Linked DNA regions of Pan troglodytes: region 1 is linked to region 2. The links are chromatin contacts, called in public HiChIP or PLAC-seq maps. All regions are on one chromosome and are shown on one strand. The core of a region is the stretch at or near the end of the contact, and the rest is flanking DNA. Distances in the headings are between cores, read along the strand shown.

Evidence for each region. HiChIP or PLAC-seq counts read pairs in DNA pulled down with a chosen protein or histone mark.
Region 1: a contact with region 2 is called in an H3K4me3 HiChIP or PLAC-seq map of stem cell-derived excitatory neurons, with 2.1 times the contacts expected there. The contact joins the promoter of BNIP1 here to the promoter of ATP6V0E1 in region 2. A contact is called at or near these places in 1 of 7 Hi-C or Micro-C datasets (stem cell-derived neural progenitor cells) and 1 of 1 datasets of contacts at active chromatin or transcription factors (stem cell-derived excitatory neurons).

What each region holds. Positions count from the first base shown.
Region 1 is chr4:170,805,544-170,811,094 of NHGRI_mPanTro3-v2.0_pri, forward strand. BNIP1 (BCL2 interacting protein 1) reads left to right here and starts at 2,304. Exons shown (of 6, transcript XM_003310964.5): 1 at 2,304-2,582; 2 at 4,819-4,911. The coding sequence starts at 2,499.
Region 2 is chr4:170,645,411-170,650,817 of NHGRI_mPanTro3-v2.0_pri, forward strand. It overlaps ATP6V0E1 (ATPase H+ transporting V0 subunit e1), which reads left to right and starts at 1,453. Exons shown (of 4, transcript XM_003310963.6): 1 at 1,453-1,670. The coding sequence starts at 1,567.

The DNA of each region.
Region 1 (5,551 bases), core at 1,054-3,553, 160 kb after region 2:
CAAATAACTCTGAAGCATAGGTAGAGTTTCTCAGCCTCCTTCATGATCAGAAAAGCATAAACTAAAGAAGGCATTTCTACCTAATCAGATTGGCAAAACTTCCAATGTTTGTTAACCTACCGTGTTGACAAGGCCACGGGAAACAGGCATTTATGCCATTTTGCTGGAGGGAGTATGGATTGACATAATCCCTATGAAGAGCAATTTGGTAATATGTCAGAATTTTTAAATGCATATATCCTTTGACCTAGCAACTCCATTTGCTCTGGGCAAATCATTATTCCTCTCTGCCCCGTTTTTACCTCACAGAGTTGTTGTAAGAGTTAAGCGAGACACACATGAAGCGCTTAGTACAAAGTTCCTGGCACATAGGAAGTGCTCCCAAAATGTGGGCTAGTAGTAGAATAACAGCAGCTAACGGGCATTGAGATCTTACTATATGCCACATTAGCACACTGTGCTTGGTGCTTTTCATGTATTATCTCATTTAATTCTCCAACCTGTGAAGTAGGCGCAATTGATTATCACCAGTTAGCTTCCGAGGAGACAGAGGCACAGGCATGCAAAGTGTGTGGTGGACAGGATTTGAGCCCAGGCAGATGCCAAGCCTGTGATACACTGCCTCTCTATTAGGTGCAGTGGGGTGATGAATACCTTACGAGAGGGTGTGTAGAGGGCTGTAGGGACACAGACAAGCACAGAGCCCCGCTTACAACAGGTGGGGACCATATTGATTTTTTGGGGAAAAGATGGCTTTCAGTAGAGGCTGTGCCACTTTCTTTCTTTTTTCTTTTTTTTTTTGAGATGGAGTCTTGCTCTGTCGCCCAGGCTGGAGTAGTACAGTGGGGCGATATCGGCTCACTGCAAGCTCCACCTCCCGGGTTCACACCATTCTCCTGCCTCAGCCTCCCAAGTAGCTGGGACTACAGGCGTCCGCCACCACGCCCGGCTAATTTTTGTATTTTTAGTAGAGACGGGGTTTCACCGTGTTAGCCAGGATGATCTCGATCTCTTGACCTCGTGGTCCACCCGCCTCGGCCTCCCAAAGTGCTGGGATTACAGGCATGAGCCACCGTGCCCGGCCTAGGCTTTGCCACTTTCAAGATAGGTAATCTTGCGACAGGGTTGATTGTTTTTTGTTTTAATCTACTCTAAGCCCTACTCCTGATCTGTGATAATAGTGTAGTACAATTTCAAGGGTGGTTGTGAGGATTAAGAGAGATGAACATGGTCGGGCACAGTGGCTCACGCCTGTAATCCCAGCACTTTGGGAGGCCGAGGCGGGTGGATCACGAGGTCAGTTCGAGACCAACCTGACCAATATGGTGAACCCCGTGTCTACGAAAAATACAAAAATTAGCTGGGCATGGTGGCACGCACCTGTAATCCCAGCTACTCAGGAGGCTGAGGCAGGAGAATTGCTTGAACCTGGGAGGTAGAGTTTGCAGTGAGCCAAGATTGTGCCATTGCACTCCAGCCTGGGCAACAGAGCGAGACTCCACCACAAAAAAAAAAAAAAAAAAAAAAAAAAAAAAAAAAAAAGAGAGAGAGAGAGAGATGAACATTCAAGTCCTAAGCCTTTAGGTCCTCACAATCTATGCTTGCTGAAGTGACCTGAACAAAAGCAGTTGGAGTGGGGTCGAGTGGGGGAAACGCTTTCTAGGGAGAGGGAACACCACATTCTAAGGCTACACATCCAGAAAGAGCTTGAGCAATCCAGGAAGGGCGCAGGGTGCGGTGGCTGATGGCCGGAGTGGCTGATGGCCTTGAGGACCAGCTAAGAAACTTGGATTATTTACTAACAAAAATAAAAGAGCCACCATTTGTTGAGGGTTTGCTCTGACATTTCCATCAAAACTACCTTAGCAAGGTAGATTTAATAAATCCAGTTGTATACAAAAGGGAAACACGAGAAGCCATAGAAGGGCTGCATACAGGTAGGTGACTTGATCAATTTCGTGTTTTACAAAGATCCCTTAGATCATGTGTTGGAGTGATAGGAGGTACTCTACTGACCTGCCTTGAACTCCATACTTTAAAAAATACATGACGTTTATCATTTCCTCTTTTCCTCCACAATTTATACTCACTGTAGAAAATATTAAAAATATAAGAAAGTTTGAAGAAACAAAAAATTATTACTTGTACTTTCCAGAGACATCTCAATTGATACTTTTCTTCCAGTCTTTTTTTTCTATGTAAAAAATATATAGTTATTAGAATGCCTGACAGAAGGAAGATGGAAAGAGACCACTGTGAAGCGTTCTTGATATTCCCTCTTCTCTTCCTCTCCATGTTATTAGGGCCATACCAAGAGGAGAGGCTGATTTCCCTACACGTGTCAGGGAAAGTCCCAACTCTGCGCAGCGACCCTCGCTTGCCATTTTCGCCGGTCTCTAGGGGGCGCTGCCCCGAGACTGGGCGGGGAGGGAAAGAAGGCGGTGCGAAAACGCGTTTGAACTTGGGTCCTGCCGCTGCCCGTAGCCGGCGTCCCCAACATGGCGGCTCCCCAAGATGTCCACGTCCGGATCTGTAACCAAGAGATTGTCAAATTTGACCTGGAGGTGAAGGCGCTTATTCAGGTACTCTCCCGGGACCCCTGCCGGGCTCCAGCAGCCCTAACCCAAGCTCTGCTGGTCTGTGAGCTTGGCAGTGTCACTCCCGAACTTTCCCCACTTGGTTTCCCAGACCACAGGCTCCGCCCCATGGTCGGCTACCCGCCCGGTCCCCATTTGGTTGTGTCCCGGTGACTGCTGGCCTTGATCCTTTTTCCGGGTGCCGCCGGATCTCCCATCCCCAGAGCACCCCACTGTTCTCCACCTCTGACTCAGCTACTGCTTCGGGGCTCGGCTTTGCCCCTTCCACCTGCAGCCCTGGTCGTCGCCCCGCCCCTGACTACCTCACAACCTACCTGTCACCCTGCTTGGCCCCGCCCTCTGACGCTGCTTCACCATCCTCTGGTAGCGTCCGGGAGGCAGCTAGCCCCCCACCCCTGCTGGCCAGCTCCACTGGCATCAAAGGCCACCTGGCACGGGAGGCACTGGGTGAAACGAATGTAACCTGGACCGTAGTTGTTTTTTTATGCTTGAGGAAATCGAGTACGGCGCCAAGGCCTAGGTTAGAAGGCAGACCTGGGTCAGTGGCAAAACTGGGACCTGGACTGGGAAAGTCAACCTAGGAATAACATCTTAGAGTGTTACCCCGTTTGAACAGATAGGAAATGAAGTGTTTCGCCTTAAGTCATTTAAGGGTAGAGGTAAAATAAATGAGTGGACTTAGGCAAGAATTGGGAATGTAGACACGGTTCCATGAGTTTAGCAAAAAGAAACCGAGTTTTAAACCTTGTTTTTGTTTGTTTGTTTTTGTTTTTTTGAGACGGAGTCTCGCTCTGTCGCCCAGGCTGGAGCGCAGTGGCGCGATCTCGACTCACGGCAAGCTCCGCCTCCCGGGTTCACGCCATTCTCCTGCCTCAGCCTCCTGAGTAGCTGGGACTACAGGCACCCGCCACCATGCCCGGCTAATTTTTGTGTTTTGCTTAGTAGAGACGGGGTTTCACCGTGTTAGCCAGGATGGTCTCGATCTCCTAACCTCGTGATCCGCCCGCCTCGGCCTCCCAAATTGCTGGGATTACAGGCGTGAGCCACCGCGCCCGGCCTAAACCTTGGTTTTTAAAGCTAATCATTTTCAACAAAGTCACTAAACATTAGATGTAGACTCAGAGTTTGTAACAAGGTGTGGCAAAAAGTGCAGGAAAATAGGGCTCCCCAGATAAACCAGATGCAGAATAAACCAAATTAGATGCAGAATAAACAAATACGGTGCAAAGAAGTGTGATTAAATGAATAAGCCAGAGAAAAAGTGAAATTTGATGCAGATATTTAAAACTTCTTGAACTTCACTTCTCTGGTGTATACATTACAAAACTTCTGGGCCAATTATAGAAAAATAAACAGGTTTCATACAAATGAAATTACATTTTCACATAATCTAAATTGCTTAGGCATTCTTCTGTACACTTTCTAACATTTGGGTTCTTGTCATTGCTGATGAGAAAGACTGATTATAGCTGGATGTATTGCATTCTTACCGTTTCCCAGCAGCTCTGCTAAGTACTTTACATACATACATAATCTATGATGTTCTGTGAGGTAAGTAGTGTTGTGATAAGGAAACTCAGACACAGAGAATTTAAATAACTTTCCAGGTAACTTTACACAGCTTATAAGTTGCTACAGCCAGGATTCGAATCCACCTGGTCTGTCTCCAGAGCCTGCTGTGAAAGCTGGCACCAGTAATTCTGAATGTCCAGCAACAGATTCTAAATCTGCCCTTAAACATGTCTATATAAACACTCTAACTTATCACTAATGGTTTGTAAAATCACACTGGAGAAGTTAGTCTCATCATATGATGCCAGATATTTAAACATCCTGATCTTCCAAGTTGGAAGGATCTAAGGTTCTAAAGTGATACTATCACTTTTGCATGTCCATTCTTGTTGGGCATACAAGCTGTTTTAAGCTGTTTCCTACTGGCCAGGTAATGTTTTGTTAAAATTTAGGCACTAAAAATTAGGTCAAAGCAGTTGTGTTTCTTTCTAGGCTTTTATATTAATTCAACATTAATCTAAAAAGGAATGAGAAAAATGTAAATGATAATGTTTTTGCTTGTGTTGCAGAGGTAAACAGCAAAGATCAGGATGAATTATAGTCAGTACGTTAATATTAGTTGGTCTAAACCAACTCTCTCACTGTGTGGATGGTGTCATTTCATTTCATTGCCTTGAGAAAGGCCTTTCATCTGTTCAATGTCTCCTAGGATATCCGTGATTGTTCAGGACCTTTAAGTGCTCTTACTGAACTGAATACTAAAGTAAAAGAGAAATTTCAACAGTTGCGTCACAGAATACAGGTGGGTATTCTCAGAACTGAGATGCTGAGTATCTCAATTCAATCAATGAAGGGGGCTCTGTCCTGGGTATATCCTCTGCTTGAGAGCCGTCTGGGTTCTTCAAACACCAGCTGATGGGAGCAGTAAACACTTAGACAGGGAGGGTGACTCTGTACTAACCTGCTCTCCAGGTAAAAACGAGAAACTTTTGGCCGGGCACGGTGGCTCACGTCTGTAATCCCAGCATTTTAGGAGGCCGAGGTGGGGAGATCACGAGGTCAGGAGATCGAGATCATCCTGGCTAACACGGTGAACCCCGTCTCTACTAAAAACACAAAAATCAGCCGGGCTTGGTGGTGTGCACCTGTAATCCCAGCTACTGGGGAGGCTGAGGCAGGAAAATCGCTTGAACCCGGGAGGCGGAGCTTGCAGTGAGCCGAGATCGAGCCACTGCACTCCAGCCTGGGCGACAGAGCGAGACTGTGTCTCAAAAAAAAACAAGAAACTTTTGCATGCAGAACACTGCCAGCTGTGTGAACAAGTGAGTGGCAGGAACACCATTATCCTTGGAATTTTTGAAATCCTGGGGCCACTTCAAATACTTTCTCTTCTCTGCCATTCTTTCTACCCTATTCATTCATTTACTACCTCAATCCATCAC
Region 2 (5,407 bases), core at 203-2,702:
GGCTGAGGCAGAAGGATGGCTTGAGCCCAGGAGTTCCAGGCAGCAGTGAGCTATGGAGCACCACTGCACTCCAGCCTGGGTGACAGAGCAAGGCCCTGTCTCAAAAAACAAACAAACAAACAAAACTGTTTTACCTTTCTTTTTTTTTTTTTTTTTGAGGCAGAGTTTCACTCTGTCGCCAAGGCTGGAGTGCAGTGGTGCGATCTCAGCTCACTATAACCTCTGCCTCCCAGGGGTTCAAGCGGTTCTTGTTCCTCAGCCTCCTGAGTGGCTGGGACTACAGGTGCATACCTGGCCAATTTTTGTATTTTTAGTAGAGATGGGATTTCACCAGGTTGCCCAGGCTAGTCTTGAACTACTGACCTCAGGTGATCTGCCCGCCTCGGCCTCCCAAAGTGCTGGGATTACAGGTGTGAGCCACCATGCCTGGCCTGTTTTTCTTCTTACTATTCTGGCTAATTTCTACTTGTCTTTCAAGGCTCAGCGAGGACGAGTTGGGTAGAAAGCCTTGCAGGGTCGTCCACTTACTTTCACATTGCATTGAGTCGCCTGTTTGCAAGGTCATCTGCTCCCCAGAATGTGAACTCCCTCAGGGGTGCCTGATTGACTTCTGTAACTCCAGAGCCTGGCACAGCACACAAGATAAATAGTGGTGCACTAGTTAAGAGCTCTGGCCTTGAAAATCAGATAATCAGGGGTTGAATCCTGGCCCTGCCACTTACTATGTGACTTTGGGCAAGATCCTTAGCCTCTTCCCTGGGCCTCAGTTTCTTCAACTGCAAAGTGGGGATAATAATTACAATTACCTCATAGGCTGAAGTGAGGAGTTCAACACGGGTTCATGCACTTTTTTTTTTTTTTCTTTTGAGACAGAGTGTTGCTCTGTTGCCCAGGCTGGAGTGCAGTGGCGCAATCTCGGCTCACTGCAACCTCCACCTCCCGAGTTCAATTGATTCTCCTGCCTCAGCCTCCTGAGTAGCTGGGACCACAGGCGCGCACCACCACACCCAGCTAATTTTTGTATTTTTAGTAGAGACAAGGTTACACCATGTTGGCCAGGCTGGTCTCGAACTCCTGACCTCAAGTGATCCGCCTGCCTCAGCCTCCCAAAGTGCTGGGATTACAGGCGTGAGCCACCGCACCCGGCCTGGGGCTCATGAACTTAAAGATCATGGCCCAGTGCCAGGCACACGGGAATTCAGAATAGTAAGAGACAACTATTGTTAAGTTCTCTATGTCTGTTGCATAAGTAGATGAGGCTGTAGATAACTACACTCTTTGTCTAAAAGGGCCAAGTTCTCATCAGAACACTTTGCTGAGCCCCTGGTGACCGAATCCCTAGCTCTGGGGTGAGCGACATGCCTCCAAGGAGCTGCAGCAAGGAGACAGCCAGGCGAAGGCGGGGCTCTGCCTCTGGGCTCCCCGAGGGGCGGAGGCCGCCGCGCGGGTCACGTGGGGGCGCGGGAGGCGGGGCTTGCACACGCTGGTCACGCGGTCAGCTATTGACACTTCCTGGTGGGATCCGAGTGAGGCGACGGGGTAGGGGTTGGCGCTCAGGCGGCGACCATGGCGTATCACGGCCTCACTGTGCCTCTTATTGTGATGAGCGTGTTCTGGGGCTTCGTCGGCTTCTTGGTGCCTTGGTTCATCCCTAAGGGTCCTAACCGGGGGTAAGTGCGCGAGGCCCGCCTTGGGAGGAACGGGCGGTGAGGAGCTAGCAGGCCGGGGCGGGGAAAGGCACGACCCCCACACGGGTCAGAGAACGTTGCCTGGGCGCCCCCCGCGCTGCAGAGTCAGGCCCCCGACCCGGCGGAACTCCTTGTGTTCCTTTTCGCAGCAGCTTCAGTGTCCTCCGGCCTGAGCGAGTGGAGGGTGACCTTTGGTGGACCCCCCCTTGGAAACGAGTTTCAGGGGAATTTTTTCTCATCATAGCCCTGTGTGGGGAAGTGCAGTCGGAAATGAGCAGGCCGAATCTGGGAGAAACTGGGGTTTGTCCCTAGTCGACTGTCCCCCTTTAGCCCTGCCTTCCACCCACATGAGGCCTCGTTTGCCTGAACTTGAGGATCAAATAAATAAAACAGAAATTGGCTTCTCTGCCTCCCATGCTGTCGCGGTTGCGTACAGAACAAGCTCCTTCGACAACATTGAGCCCAGGCCTTGCATCTAGTGGGCGCCAGGAGGCGGTTGGGGCCTGATCTAAAGCGAGATTAATTACCAAAGAGCAGGAGGTATTGCTGAGAAACCCCTGCGTCATGCCTTTTGGAGGGCGCTCCGGCTCTTGTATGTGAGTGTAAGAAGTGCTTAGAATGATTGGCTAAGAAAGATTTTGTTTTTCCAGACTTCTTTGTTGGTTAGAGCTTTGTCTATTTTGGAATTAAACTTTTTAACTGTAGTATAAAATAGAGGCTTAATCTTCAAAGGAGCCTTGGAACACCCTCTTCCTGGTTCCTCTTTTGCTTTTCAGTCATTTTTTTCTCAGTTCAAGATGATGAGAGGTGAAACTTCGACTGAAGTCAGTTTGTCAGAAACACCATCTCTTGCTTTATTCTTGAACCTAATTGGTGGCTTCATAGTGCCTGGTTTTCATAGTACCTTGTATGCACAGGAGGCACCCAATAAATACCTGTTGAGTGAATAGTTCTATTGTCTTTATTAAAAGAAAAAGATTTTTGGCCAGGTGCCGTGGCTCACGCCTGTAATCCCAGCACTTTGGGAGGCCAAGGCGGGCGGATCACGAGGTCAGGAGATCGAGACCATCCTGGCTAACACGGTGAAACCCGTCTCTACTAAAAATACAAAAAATTAGCCGGGCGTGGTGGCGGGCGCCTGTAATCCCAGCTACTCGGGAGGCTGAGGCAGGAGAATAGCGTGAACCCAGGAGGCGGAGCTTGCAGTGAGCCGAGATCGCGCCACTGCACTCCAGCCTGGGCGACAGAGTGAGACTCCGTCTCAAAAAAAAAAAAAAAAGAAAAAGATTTTTACTACTTCCCTAATATTTTGTGACCTGAACCCCTTTTGCTCCCTGGGATACATTTGCTTTATTAGTCTAAAATTATTTTTTTTTTTAAAGATACATGGTAGATGAATTTTTATCATTTTTAAGTATCAAGTTCCTCCTCCCTGGTAACACCAGTTATATGGGGTCATCTCTCCTACCTATAGAGGTTGATGGACAGTCAGAATTCTGACATTATTAAAGCAATTGTATTTACCAAAGTTAATTAGATTTGTTTTTCCTACCGGAGTTAGAGAACAACAAAGTGCTTCTTTGTTGTGTTTATATCTTCAACTGTTTCATTACCCTACTGTCTGCCTTTATGGCCTTTGTACTCAAAGAAGCATTTATTAATGTACTAATAGCACTGACAATTCCTTTCTTAAAGACCATTCTCTCCCCTTCCTTGGGATGTCATTGCCATTATCCAGGGTAATGAAACCCATCCTGTTTCCACTTAGCCCTAGTGAATGTCATGATTCAGGTATTTGACCAGCTAATGATATATAGACATGTGTCACTTAACAAAAGGGATATGTTTGAGAAATGTGTTAGTAGGGCTTTTGTGTGAACAAAGAGTTTACTTAAACAGATGGTACAGCCTACTACACACCTAGGCTATTTGGTAGAACCTGTTGCCTCTAGGTAGGCTACACACCTGTACAGCATGTTACTGTCCTTAAATACTGTATAGACAAATGTAACACAATGGTATTTGTGTATCTAAACATAGAAAAGGTACAGTAAAAATACATATCAAAGATTTAAAATGGTCCACCTGTGTAGGGCACTTACCATGAATGGAGCTTGCAGGACTGGAAATTGCTGTGAGTGAGTCAGTGACTGGTGAGTGAATGTGAAGAACCAGGACATTGCTGTATACCATGGTGGACTTTAGAAACACTGTATACTTCGGCTCCATGAAATTTCTGAAAAAATATTTTTCTTTCTTCAAAAATAAATTAACCTTAGCTTCCTGTAACTTTTTTACTTAAACTTTTGAATTATTTTTAACTTTTTGACTCTTGTACTAACACTTGGCTTAAAACACAAGCAAGGCTGGGCATGGTGGCTCACACCCATAATATGCAGCACTTTGGGAAGCCGGACAAGAGGATTGCTTGAGACCAGCCTGGGCAACACAGCGAGACCTTATCTCTGAAAAAAAATTTTTTTAATTAGTTGGGTATGGTGGTGCACACCTGTGGTCCTAGCTACTGGGGAGGCTGAGTGAGGGGGATGGGAGTGTTTGAGACCAGGAGTTCCAGGATGCAGTAAGCTATGATCACACCACTGTACTCCAGCCTGGGCAACAGTGAGACCCTGTCTCTTCAAAAATGAAACAAGTCCAGTGTCAGAGTCTGGGGAAGAGGCTGCAGGCACCATGTCCATTTTCACAGATGGCAGGAAGAAGCCCCTGAAACAGCCCAAGAAGCAGGCCAAGGAGATGGGTGAGGAAGATAAGGTTGGTTTTTTGTTGTTTTTGTTTGTTTGTTTGTTTGTTTTTGAGACAGAGTCTCACTCTGTCGCCAGGCTGGAGTGCAGTGGCGTGATACTGGCTCACTGCACCCTCCGCCTCCTGGGTTCAAGCAATTCTCCTGCCTCAGCCTCCCGAGTAGCTGGGGTTACAGGCGCGCACCACCACGCCCGGCTAATTTTTGTATTTTTAGTAGAGACGGGATTTCACCATGTTGGCCAGGATGGTCTCGATCTCTTGACCTCATGATCCGCCCATCTCAGCCTCCCAAAGTGCTAGAATTACAGGCATGAGCCACCACGCCCGGCTGGAAGATACATTTTTTAAACAAAAAGAGGAGCAGAAGAAACTGGAGGAGCCGAAAGTGAAGGCCATGGGGAAGGGGCCCCTGGTCATAGGTGGAATTAAGAAATCCGGCAAAAAATAAGCTGTTCCATGTGCCTGAGGTGATCGATGGTGACCCTTGATTCCATTTGTATTTAAACATCTGGATTCCCTGTTATAACTTTTTTTTTTTTTTCTTTGAGATGGACTCTCACTCTTTTGTCCAGGCTGGAGTACAGTGGTGCCATCTTGGCTCACTGCAACCTCCACCTGCTGGATTCAAGCAATTCTCCTGCCTCAGCCCCCTGAGTAGTTGGGATTACAGGTGCCCACCACCATGCCTGGCTAATTTTTGTATTTTCAGTAGAGAAGGGGTTTCACCATGTTGGACAGGCTGGTCTTGAACTCCTGACCTCAGGTGATCCGTCCGCCTCGGCCTCCCAAAGTGCTGAGATTACAGGTGTGAGCTGCCACACCCGGCCCCCTGCTATAACATCTTTTGCCACCTATACTTAGAATGAAGTGTTGTCTTGGAGCCTGTTGTACATTGTACATGTAAGAGTAAACTTTTGAAAACAAATCAAAACACACACAGACACATTGTACAGCTA